Regions from separate parts of the Rattus norvegicus genome. Here region 2 is linked to region 1. A link is a contact called in public Hi-C data. All regions are on one chromosome and are shown on one strand. The core of a region is the stretch at or near the end of the contact, and the rest is flanking DNA. Distances in the headings are between cores, read along the strand shown. Region 1 holds the start of Crbn (cereblon). Region 2 has its middle 67 kb from the start of Crbn.

Region 1 (6,438 bases), core at 2,873-5,372:
TGTATTTAGATACAAATACAGAACGTTTAAAAAACGTTTAAAAAATAGCTCTTAAGGTAAACAGGTTTCAATATGGTAACCTTTAATTACTGAAGCAAATATTTTGTATAACGTTAGAATAGCCTGTGCATATTGTGTTTACAAAGTCCACAGAGCTGTGCACAAGCTCTCCGGTCTTCATATACATTCATCACTCACTCGCCAACTCACCCAGAATAATCTCTAAGTGCTGGAAGCTTCACTCGGGGAATTGCCTTTGCATGGTGTGCCAGTTTTCATCCCTGGCACTATATCCTCAATATGGTTAGATCCAAAAGTACTTAACATGTACTAGGAGTGCCTATCAAATTCAGGATAGCAACATGCTGTGGAAGGTTTAGCTTAGGAGTGATGGATTAGACCACATAGTCAAGGTGTGTGTGTGTGTGTGTGTGTGTGTGTGTGTGTGTGTGTGTGTGTGTGTGTGTGTGTCATCCTGAAGCGAATGTTCCTGATACGACCAAAGTCCACTTCTGTTATTAGAATTATTCTATCACGACAACTTTGACAGAGTCCTAGGTTTAGTTTTGGACAAGTAAATATGAGTAGAGATTGTTAGGTTTCACTCTGAACAGAAGACATTTAAGCAACAGTGATTCATTCTCCAGCTAGTGACTGTAGAAGAAAATTCCAATGGAGAGTTACTGGAAGTGGAAAGTAGCCTAATGGTTCATCAACAGAGAAGAGTCCCGGAGAGCCCCCATCTCCACCTTAATTGAGCCAAAAGTAACCTTCTGTTGCATGGAGCTGGTGGTATTGTGTCATTGTAGCAAGATATGGAACCACTTGGATACAGTCAACAGTTACAGCACCAAGAAAACAGAACCAGGAGAAGGATGGGGAAATTATGATCCAAAATGTGAGGAAGAAAGTAGAACCTAAAGTCACTTTCTGTTTTGTGCTCAACTTTCTGCCCTGGTCCTCAGCTGTGGTGGAAGGGTCCCATGCCATTGGAAATATCCAGGTGAGTCATGAAAACAATTTTGTATGAAAGTCTAAGAGCCATAAATTGCCCGACATTTTACCATCTTGCAAAAATCTTCTCTACTTTACCTGTCAAGTCAGAGATGGATGCGGTGGTAGGAGGTCGAAGTAAATTGCAGCCCTAAGTATTGTCCCAAACAATCATTTCTCACAAATAACACAACCTCTGTGGAACCTCGATACACTCTGGAGGACCAGAAAATATTACAGCAGCTGTGAAAGCTGCATATAACAATTTCTTCAAACCCTGTATTATTCTACATATAACTGAAATATGAGAGTCATTAATAAAATCGTTGACACTGAGGAGACTATGAAAGATACCCTGCCTCTGATTATATTTCTGCTTACAGAACAGGTTTCCCTCTTTTCTCCCCTCTAGACCTGTGTAGAGCAGACAAGATCTTTTATCCACCTGTAACTGGGATTTACTGCACGAGAAATGGAAGTACACATCTCAGGGCAATAGCTGTCAGACCCAGCATTTGACAGAGTACACTAAAGAAAAGATGTCTTCCTACCTGACTTACTACACACACACACACACACACACACACACACACACACACACACACGCAGACTCACATGTACATGTACATATACACTCACTCACGCACACATGTGCACATCCATGTGCACACCAGTATATGATCATGGTTCTTATTTACTTCTAGTATGTAGGGCTTTAATACAAGAAGCATGCTTGCTTGTGTACTTTTTTCCAGTAATTTCTTGTGATCCTTACTGAAAGGTGAAGCTATAGATAAAGGAGTTCATGTTAGAAGGATGAACTGAAGAATGAAAAGAACTGAGTAGTGAATTTGAAAGGAAGAGAGATAAAAGACAACTGAGGAAGACAAACATATGAGAGCTCTGATGACACTGGAGCTAAAAACAAGAGAGGGGAGAAGGGAGAGAGAGTGAAGGAAGAGGGGAGAGGGGAGGAAGAAGGGAGAGAGCAAGCTAGAGAAAGGGAGAGGGAGGGAGGGAGGGGAGAGTGAGAGAGAGAGAGAGAGAGAGAGAGAGAGAGAGAGAGAGAGCAAGAGTCATCAAGTGAGAGCACTTTTCTAGGATTCAAATGGTTCTTTCTCTCCCAGACAGTTAATCGAAGAGCACTTTTGAGAGAAGCCTAGCAAAGTAAGAGCTTCCTTATTTAGAAACTAACTACTTAGGGTTAGGGAAGTGGCTCAGGTGGTAAAGTGTTTGCTATGCAAGCATGAGGACCTGAGGTTAATCTCAAGAATCTATATTAAAATACACTTTCTAATCCAGTCGTGGTGGTAAACTTCACTTGTAACACCATCCAACGCAACAGAGGCAGAGACAGTGGATCCCTGGGGTTCACTGGGGAGCCATCCTGGCCTAATTGTGTACTCCCAGGCCAGTGAAAGACATGGCCACAATAAACAAGGTGGACTACTCCTAAGTAATAAAAGTCTAGGTTGATATTTTGGCCTCCACACTCACTGACACACTTGCTCCCCTGTGAACGAAAAGATGTGAACAACACATGCACAGACAGACATACAAAATAGAAATCAGATGCTTGCTGTATATAGAAAATTCTGCAGCTAAACAATTTATTTAAATTGTATTTAAACTGTACCTAAATTGATCCAGCAACAACAAAAATACATAATATATGTGTAGAGCTATGCACTTTCTTTTATCACTTGGTTGAACTTTTTGTTCTTTCTTTACTAGCTGCCATCTATGCCCAGTGCTCTATGGTGGTATAGAACTGACTCGTCCTCTCTCTAACTAGAATAATACCTTAACACCAGTTACTCATTACAACAGCCGTTTAACTTGAGGATATAAAATTGGCTTAGACAAGGCCAGAATGACTCAGCGACAGAAGGCTGAGTGATATGGAATTGATTGTGTTAGTCTAGAACCCCTGCTCATCCCCTGCACAAGCTGGGAAACCCTGCCTATCCTCCTTCCCATACCACCAACCACAGAGTGAAAACTCTGGTTAACACATCAGCGTCTCCTGGAATCCACCCATGTGTACCCGACCAGGGGCTCAGTTTTTCACCAGGTATGGGCACAATCCCAGCTCCTAGCTGACAGCTCATCATCATGTTCTATAAAATCACATTGCTTTAGCATGGATGTTTGACTTCACTGACCTCTACCTGTGAGATCAGTGAACTCACCTTAGAGCTGTCTCCTAATAAACAAGTCTTTACCTACTTTTAAGCTGTCCTAAGCTGTCCTGAATATATGTAGGTCACCGAGGGAGAGCCTATCATATTGAGCTACCATTCCAAAATGTTTTCAGATTGTGACTTTTTTAATGCAGCAATTCTTCTTGTGGTAAACTGTCTTAAAACTTTATTCGTTTACTGTTTTCTCCTTCCCCTGCCTACTGAAATTACTTCCTTCTTTAGATATCTTTCATCATTCCTTTTTTTTTTCAAATTTTCTTTCTTCAATGTAAACATGTTGGAAATACATTGTATACACTCTTGAAATTAAAAAAAAAATTCACCCACGATTCCAGTGCTAGAACAATTTTCTTTCTTCTAGCATATTGTAATTGTTTTACGCTACATTGATCCATTTTTCTCTTAGTGAAGCCATTATGACTGGGCTAGTTTATATACTGACAGTTTTATTTTCCAGGTGATTATGAGCCTTTTTCTGTTCTTGTCAGTCGGCTTCATATTGATACATGTTAATTTGAGGCTATATACGAGGGCTACTGAAATTGTTTTAAAAAGCCAGCTATGGCCTCTGGATCAGTCTATTTTTCCAGACAACAGGATGATGTATAAGGAGGTGTTATTTGCTACAAGTGGACACTAAAAACAGACTTGGGTTCCTCACCTGTAAAACCGTCTTCGTGGCTGGGAAGAGAAGAGAGCTGTATAACCTGTGTAAGGCAGTGTCATGAATGGCTATGGATAGCATTGGGTCTCTTGTTCCTCCTTATACATGATCATCCTCCATGCCTTCAGATCGCTCGGCTGTGTCGCTCTCGGCTCGCCTCGTTGGAGCCGCCAGGGGGCGCTGTGACCCGGGAGCGTGGCGGCAGCGTTGCGCAGATCCTCCCCCTGCGTCGCGGCACCGCCCTTTCCCAGGTTCCTTTGCGGGTAAACAGACATGGCCGGCGAGGGAGATCACCAGGACGCTGCGCACAACATGGGAAACCACCTGCCGCTTCTGCCTGGTAACCTCGGGGACGGGCGCCTAGTCATGGGTGGAGACCAAGACCCGGGGCCGATTCCTCAGGGAGGATGGGGACAGCTACCCTGGCTCAGCGGCCAGTGGGAGCCTCTCGTGAGCCTCCCCCGCCGGAGCCCTGCGCTTTCCTCCCGGCCTGTCTCCTGGGCTGTCCGGGATGTTGGGGCGACGGTCTTTCGTTGCCCAGAACAGGTTTCCCATTCCTCTCCATCTTTCTCCCAAGCTAACGTCCGTGAAAATATTCTGGGGCTAGGCGAAGTTGGGAACCGGGTCACATTAGCAGCCGTTAACTTTTATTGCTCTTATGCCTTTGAATAAGACTGACAGCTAACGTGTAGTAGGAACTTGCAGGTCATGGGCCCCCGCAGTGAATGCTTTGCATGCATTTCTGCTTTTATTTTTACACCTGTCATCTGTCCAGAGCCTTGCTCGTAGAGGAGAAACTTATCGACGGATTACTAAATGTGTACCATTCAGTGACGTGGAAGGTCTGCAACACAGTTGCAGAGCGAGGGCTCCGCAGTGGACTGGTCTGTCATCACAGCTGGTATCTCTTAATTGTCTCTCTGTGGGGGCACTTATTTGGTAGTTTTTCACAAGTCTGCAAATAATATACTCAAGGGAATTAGTATTACCGATTTCTCTTGCTTTATATGCTTTTGTGGTGTTTGACAACGTATGTTGCAATACTGAAGACTCACTGAAAGGTCTTGAACTAGTGGTACACACTGCTCTTAGAATGCTGTAGACAACACAGACTATGTCAGAGCCCTTTGGTTATGGCTATCAGCCAGGCAGTGTGTTAACCGTTGTATGAAAACCGTCACTGTGCTACTTTGAGGAGGTTCACAGTTAGGGTAAGTCTGTTGAGAAGAATTACAACCCCAGGTGCAATTCACTTAGAGCGGTATAAGCAGCTGCTGTTAGGGTGTTCTGGGTTTGTATTTCTTTGCTGGATTGGAACCAGGTACTCCCAAATCCTCTGAGCTATGTCTCCAACTCCTGTGATTATTCATGGGTAGGGATAATTCTGGAATTTGGAAATCTTCTGATGGAGACTTACTTAGGATACAGTTGTGGACTAGGTTAGTCCTGAGTAGTTGAAAACTTGGCATCTGTAGTCATTTCAGTTAGGAACTTTTTTGTGGGATAGTTCAGATTTTGGTTAGTTGCCTCAGGAAAGCTGTGCTTCTGCTGTTGAGTCTGTTCCTTGGTAGTAGTGTAAACAGAGGGAGAGAAATTCTGGATGCAGGGCCAGTGCTTAACGTTCTAGGTGTGAAGAGCCTATATTGGACAAGATAATTGCTCAAAGATAAACAGAACCAAGTGGGAGAAGTGAATTTTAGCCTTGTTAATAAAATGGCCACCATACAGAACAAATTCTTTTAAAGAATAAACATAGGAAATTTCAGGTGTATTAGACCTTGAGCTAATAGCAGGTATTTTAAACTTGCTGTAGTAAAGAAGAGATTGTGTCTCTCCAATTGTCAAGTAAAATATATATTCTCAGAGTTGTGAGTGAAAAAAAATTAAATTTAGAATGTTTTTCTTATTTTAGTTTTGTCTTTATCTTTTGATAAACTTCCCTAATGTCAAGAAAAACGTTTTCAGAAATGTTATACATAAAAACTATATGCATACAACTTGAATTACATTCTTTCTTTGACAGAGCCCTATATATAGGAATTTATAATAAAAATAAAGTGAAATCTTTGTGTATTTGTTAACCTACTTACAGATAACTTGATATAAATAATAATTTCCATAAATCGGAAAGCTGACCAATTTATAATGAAACCTTATGCATTTAAAAAATTTTTGGAGGTTTTAATCTTAGATTAGGTCATAGTTTCCCAACTTTGAAACTGTCACCCTTTCAGGCTGAAGAACCCCTTGTTATAAGGTGTATCTTAAACAGTACAGCATGTTTAAGAGCATGCCTGGATGACTCCTAGTCTGGATTACCAGGGCTTTTATAGTTGTGACAGTCAAAGATATCTTCAGACAGTTCCAAACACCACAAGGGACAAAGTCATAGAGTGGGAAATGAATCCACAGTTGGCAGGAGAACAACTTGAACTTGTTTGAACACCACTTCTAGAAAGTCGTGTGGTATGTTTTGATTTTTTTCATCTCTGCCCTTCATAGCATCAAGTTTTCAAGTGGATCAGCTTAGCTTTCATTTCAAACAAAAAGTACAGTTCTTAAAGACATCTCTTTTAA
Region 2 (6,783 bases), core at 3,728-6,227, 65 kb before region 1:
CCCCAATAACTATCTCCTTTAACCAGCGTCTGGATCACACCTAGATATAAGCTGGTTATATAGTAAAAAGAAGTCAAGAAAAACTATAGAAAATCAAATAAAATTAAGAAATAAACATAATGGGGGGTGCATGTGTATGTGTATGCTCTGTGTGCTACAGCATGCATATAAAGGTCAGAGAACAACCTCTCTATCTACCCTTGTCATTCTGGATCAAAGAAAAGAGACTATTGTTTTTTCAACTACATTACATCATTTTGAAGAGAGAGACCTTGATTTTGCTGCTGCATACCCCAGACTACGTGTCTTGAGCACTTCTGGGGACTCTCCCATCTTCATCCCCCGTCTCACTTGAGGAGCATCAGGGTTCCAGCCATGTGGTGCTGCATCTGGCGTTACATGGGTTCTGACAACTCAAATCTGCACACTTGTGCATGAAGCACTAGGCCCACTGAGCCCTTTCCCCAGATATAGGACGATTCTTAACCATGGCAACAAAATCCTTTGAAATTTCAGAAACACGGACTCATACTGCCATCTCCAGTACCACTGGGTGGCCACTGGGAGGAGAAGGAAGTATTAGCTCCAGTTAATGAATGCATCTAAAGTATTAGGTCCTTTAGTGGCAATCAAGAAAGACTTCCTAAAAGAAGTGATGTCTAAGCTGGTAGTTGAAAAACAATAGTCTCTTTTCATTGACCCAGATGACAAGAGTAGAGATTCTAGTCGACAGAGGTAACTTGACCAAATGTCCTGTTTCTGTTTACTGGATTGCTCATTAAAACACTCCCAAGTCATCCCTTAACTTTGAATATTAAACTCCTTGGGCACAAGGAAGAGCCATTTTCAAGGGCTTACCACATGGCTAACGAGCGAAGGATAGTATACATTTTGTGGTTACAACTTTAACTAATAGGCAGAGGGGGAATTCTAATTTTTATCTCCTATGACTATAAAACAGCAGCACCAAACTGTAATGATTAGCATAATCATTAAAAAACAGTTTAGTTAAATTTAAGGAAACCTAGACACATGAAGATACAATGTCTTCATCAAAGTAAGTCGAGTCCAGATAAAACAGGACTCGTAAATCGACTCTGATGCTTTGAAATAAAATCCTTGGAGCACCAATTACCACGGACTCTGAAAAGCAATTATTATCAGTCGCTGCTTTTCCACAGTGGATTCTAATTTAATTACATCTTCTAGGTTTAAAATGGAGCTCTGTGCTGGGAGATAGGGGAGAAAGAAGTGCGTGTTCATAGGGAAACAGTGATTTTTTTTTTTTAAATATTGAGGGTAATTAGTCATGGTCATTCCGTTTCCAAGAGAGACACAGGATTATGAATTCATCACTTTTAAGTCATTAGAAGAAAGAAATTCTAGTCTTTGTGGGAATATGCACCTGGGTAGAGGAAAGAGGAAAGACCCGAGTTTACGTTTGGCATCCTTTCTGCTCTGCTCCATGGTGCTTTCCTGGGAGCTTGTTCTGTTCCCAGCTAGATCAAGTTTACAGATTTGTTTTATCGATTGTGAATATTTAACCATTATGTTTGGCTTCAGTGCCTGTTGATGAAGCGGCCATTCACACAGTTTCTGGAGACCTTTTCACGTCTATACCGCTGGAGAACAAAAGCAGATATGTTTGTCCGTGGCAGGAAGCCAAGCTGTATTGACTTTTTTACAGAAAAGGCCTTTCCTGTCATTCTCACACCAAGTCATTTATCTGGCAGCACAAAGACCCCTCCTGTTTCTAAGTATGCTGTCCCTATGGATGGCACTGACAGACTGGCCAAGGCCTGTCCAAGTGACAAACATCCTGTGTTCATAGGACTTTTGACTTGTTTTACAAGATAAGAAGATCCACAGGAACAATTTCTAAAAGACTCCCTCAGGGTCACTAAGATGTCAGGAAGATCAGGGTTGAGAATTAGGGTCACCTGCCTTCCACTTCCACAGAGGCAGTGAATATTCCATGATGTTCCATAGCAACAAGACCCATTTCACTCTGAATTCAGCATTTGCCATTGACATGTAAAATCAGCATTATCTCCATCCCCATAGCATTTATTTATTTATGTATTTATTCATTATTTACTCATCTGTGTACTTAAGAACCATGTTTATTCCCTGCTTCTGTAAGTCACCATAACAATGAATCAAATTCCCTTTGTGAATATTCTTTTTAATTTTTTCTAAAATTAAAATATAATTATGTAATTTTCTCTCTTCCCTTTCCTCCCTCCAACTCCTATATACATCTTTGTTTCTCAATATATACATATATATTATATTATATTTGTATACATATATATGCACATATATATGGTGATTTTTAGCTGCATATGCTAAACACAGATCAGATAGAATGATTAAATAAGAAAGAATTCAGATGGATAATGAGTTCTCTTTTAAAGAATGACATGGAAAATTGAGGTTCAAGAAATGTACTAAGTCAGAGCACATAGCAATTTCTGAGCTTCTTAGGAGCCAGTGCAAAAGGAAAAATGCAGTGTATTGTAGTGCTATGGTGAGCTTATGGCTGTGCAAAGGAGTAGTAAGACCCTTCCCCCGACATTGCAGAAATGTTAATGAGAATTTATGTGTCAAACAATATTAGAGCTTTATCTATCCTCACAGCCTTTAGAAAGATATAAAAGGTGTGTTCACGAGTACATAGACAAAAGAAGTAAGTTTCTGAGCCCTGTGTGTTCCTCAATCTCAAAGAATTCTTGAGAATCGCAAAGAAAAGAGCATGAGCAGAAAAGGACATTTTGTGGGTGGAGTGCCACCTACAGAGGAATCTGTGTTACATAGATAAGAATGTTCCAAACAGTTAGCTGCCAGACTTGGAATCTGCCAGCCACTGTGTCACAGTTTATTATCCTTCTGGGGATCCTACTCAGGGGGCTTTGTGTAGTCCCTCATGGATGCCACCACAGGAGTAGACTGCAACATGCAGGCCCATCTCAACTGTGTCAGTATAAAAAAAAAATCAAGCTTTACTTCCTCTTTGCTGAAATGATATGTCTTGCTAGGGATCCTTTCAAAATATGTCGTAGAATATTCCTTGAAGCTATAAAACACTAAACATGCAGGTCAATACTTCCGGGAGGTCACAAAGTATGCTTTGGGTTTTGTTGTTGATTATGATATTTTGTGAGACAGGGTCACTCCTCAAACTCTCCATAGAGCCACAAAGGAGCTGGAACTTCTAATCATCTAGCTTGCATCAACCAAGTGCTAGAATTGTAGGCCTGCACCACCATGTTTTTGAGGCGGGCTTCCTGCATTGTTAGGCAAGTTCCACTAAGCCCTCATTTATTGCTGTTGTACAGCAGGGAAAGGCTACTAAAAATAGAATCCCTGCACTGAGATTCCAAATACCTTTCTAAAGGACTAAATGATTTTAATCCCTGTTCTAGGGATGCAGCAGCAGGGGGATCTCTGTAAGTTTGAGGCCCACCTGATCTACACAGGGAGGCCATTTGGGGCAACATAGTGAGACCCTATCTCAAATTGGATAAATAAATCAAATGCTATGGTCTGTAATTTATCTGACATTCTCTTATTGGTGTAGAAGAACTCTACAGAGCTGTAAGATCACCCTCTCAAAAAAGGAGCTGTCTAAGTAATGTAAGCAGGAGATTTCTGGGCAAACACAACACACACACACACACACACACACACACACAGAGAGAGAGAGAGAGAGAGAGAGAGAGAGAGAGAGAGAGAGAGAGAGAGAACAAATATGCAGCTTGGTCTTCATGAGCGTCCCCCAACAATGGAGCAGAGGCTGTCCCTGAATCTGCCTGTCTTGCCTGTCTTGTCTGCCAGTGGTTTCTTTTTCCCTAACTGAGCTGCCTTGTCCAGCATCAATGGGAGAGGATGCACCTAGTTAGGCAGTGACTTGATGTGACAGGATGGGGCAATACCTGGAGGGGATCTCCTCAAAGGAAAAGAGATGGGGGTTGGGGGAAGAGTCTGTGTAAGGGGGAATCTGGAGAAGGGGGCGTTGATTGGGATGTAAACTGCATGGATAACTAAATTAATAAGAAAAGGAAAAAAAGCTGGTTTGAATTCTCCTAGACACTAGGTATTACCTAATTTTATCATGCCATTGGGACTTTCTATGTGGTGTTTTAGATTCTATGCTATATCTTGGAACCTGTCACGACAGACAGTGTAAGTTGTCAGTAGTATTACTTCCCATGAAGGAAGCAGCCTTAGAGGCAGCTGGCAATTTGTTTGTGTTGCCTTGAGTTTAGGAATAGAGAAATGTCAGTCCCTCAGCGAGGATATTTCACTCTATCCCATGAGTCATGCTTCCAATAGCTCCTGAGCCTAATCCTCAGACCAGGCTTGAAATCATCTAAGGCTAAGGGGAGCACCTAGAAATTACTCCTCTCTTGCAAAGTTGATACCTGAGTTAAAAGTATTGTAACCTCCATTCCTTTGGTTTCTTTTCTTCTTTTGCTCTGCAATGCAGAGGCCAGAACCCAGGCCTGTGTCCTCAGCCCTTAACTTTTCTATTTCTATTGATCCTTAGAAACTCATGCCTCTGCTCTTGCATCCATCCAAAGATTGCCGTCCTCTGTCAGTTTCAGCTAGAAACACTGACGAGGTTTCATTAGAACTCATTAGAACTGGTAGCTAGCACTGAATTCTCCTCCTTCACCCAGCACTAGTCTGAACAAAGAAGTGCATAGCTGAAAGTGGGATGCTGTCAGATCCTTTTGAGGTCTGATGGACGATATTAAGCTTGTAACAATGCGGTCAAAATCTTGCCCCTATCATCATTCCCTGGATCGTCATTAACTGAGCAGTTGCACCATCTCTCCATCATGACTCAGCTTCCACCTACAAGTTGTGAGATTGTATAGCATGATAACAGAAACCTATGTGCAGGGTCAGCATAAAATGTAAATAAAAGCACCATGTGGACACACACGCTCCCATTATAAAAATGATTAGAATTTTAAGGTGGCATCAGCAAAGCATTGAACCAAATGATGGGTACTTCCCAGAAGAAAGTACTGTTCATTGTGGGTAGAACTAGTCAGAGAATAAGCAGTTTGGTAACCACAACCGTGGTAAGGTCTTTCTCTGCTGTCTTATAAGATTCTCTTTATGGGTGTTCCCCTCCCCATCCTCCCCCCCTTGCCGCCCTCCCCCCAACTGGGAAAGGGAATAACACTCAAAATGTATATAAGAAATACTCAAGTTAATAAAAAAATAGCTGAAAAAAAATAAAAAATAAAATCACAAAAAAAAGAAAAAAGATTCTCAGGATACATGCACTTTAAGGCTTAGCAAATCCATACCATTTCTCATGACCATTCTCTTTTACTCTGTCCTTTCACTATATTTTATTTCTCGTGGTTTTCATTTGTCACAAATTTCATTTGCAATACCTCTCCCCCTCCAACTGGGAGATGTGAACCAATGTTTGTTCATTCCAGATGAGGCACTAATGACTGACTAAAGAAATGACCATATTTACTGTCTAATTTAGTAAAAAACTAGTTGAGTAGAGTTAGGTAAGGATTATGGGTGACTCAAAGGCAGATGTGCCACCCTGGCAAAAGTGACAACTCATGAAAGCAACAGCCCTTGAGCAATATGCAGGCAAGTCAGCTGGTCAGAGGTTTCTCCCTTCAGCAGTTGTTAATCCTTATATAACCTCAGAGAGGAGCTTCATAATTCTTGTATGTTTCAGAAGATTTCTGAGACTTGTGAAATTTGTTTACTTCCTAAGTCTTAAGGATGTTTCTTCAGTTTATAGGAGAGAACAGTGTAGTCATATCTAAGTTCTTGGGTCTTCCTAAATTTCATATTCAAGGCTCTCTTTTCTGAGTCAAATCCTTTTTGTCTTTAACTTCTTATTCTGTGAGTAATCTTTGAGTCATTCTGTTGGTAGTATGTGTCAAGACCTTTCCTGAAGGCACAGAACACACACATATACTCACCCCAGATAGAATACTGAAGACTGACCAAAGTACAAACACCACCGAAGTCCAACTTTGTGAATCATACATTTTGTTGGGGTTACTTACAGGGGAATGGAGGAACAAATGACTCAAACATAACTGACTCACCAAAGCCCACCTTGGCATGGGTGACAACTCTCAAAACCAGAAACCTGGAACACACTATAGAGCCTGCAGGCAACTCAATATGTATTTTTGAGGAGCCACATTGGCCTGAAACTCATGTGGGGGTTCAGGTGTTTTCTACTTCTTCCAGGAAGTTGGTCTGGTCTCAGAGTCATCCTTGCAGTTCAGCTTGTCTGAGTCTTCGTGGGCCCTCCCCTTCTTTCCTGTAAGAGGGACTCTTGACTTTTATTGTTTAATCAGGCTGGGAGGGGTCTAGAAAATCTGATCATTTTCAGGAACTTCCCAAAGCTATTTTAAGAAGTGTACCTTTCTGTTTAAGGAACTTCCTACACAATGGAATATTTCAGTCTTGAAGAAAACCATTATATGTAGTTGGGTAATAACCTTTTGTCTTTCCGTGATGATATTGTGCACTAATCAACTTACAGACTCATCAGCTCACCCATTCCCCTATCCGAATAGATGGGTATTGTACTCCTGAGTAACTGGCATCACTTCCCTAAGACCTAAGGGTTCTTCATTAACAATGACAGCATTAGCAGGGATGATTACATTGGCCACTTGAGATCCCTCTATACTTTTCTCACCTGCATGAAACAGTCTTCAGTAATGTAGATGGTTATGAGTAGACATTGTAAAGGTTCTGAAAGGCTGAAGGCTCCCAAGA

Evidence for each region. A called contact is a pair of places that touch in the nucleus more often than the background predicts.
Region 2: a contact with region 1 is called in a Hi-C map of the Rat2 cell line, with 2.2 times the contacts expected there. The contact joins the enhancer-like site here to the promoter of Crbn in region 1.

The regions. Positions count from the first base shown.
Region 1 is chr4:141,273,722-141,280,159 of GRCr8, reverse strand. It overlaps Crbn (cereblon), which reads left to right and starts at 4,122. Exons shown (of 11, transcript NM_001015003.2): 1 at 4,122-4,201. The coding sequence starts at 4,135.
Region 2 is chr4:141,339,630-141,346,412 of GRCr8, reverse strand. No RefSeq gene overlaps it. Among named protein-coding and RNA genes, the nearest start is that of Crbn, 67 kb to the right of the region's middle. Within about 2 kb of position 4,977, at least 3 of the 93 cell types and tissues checked have an H3K27ac peak or open chromatin away from gene starts, as enhancers often do.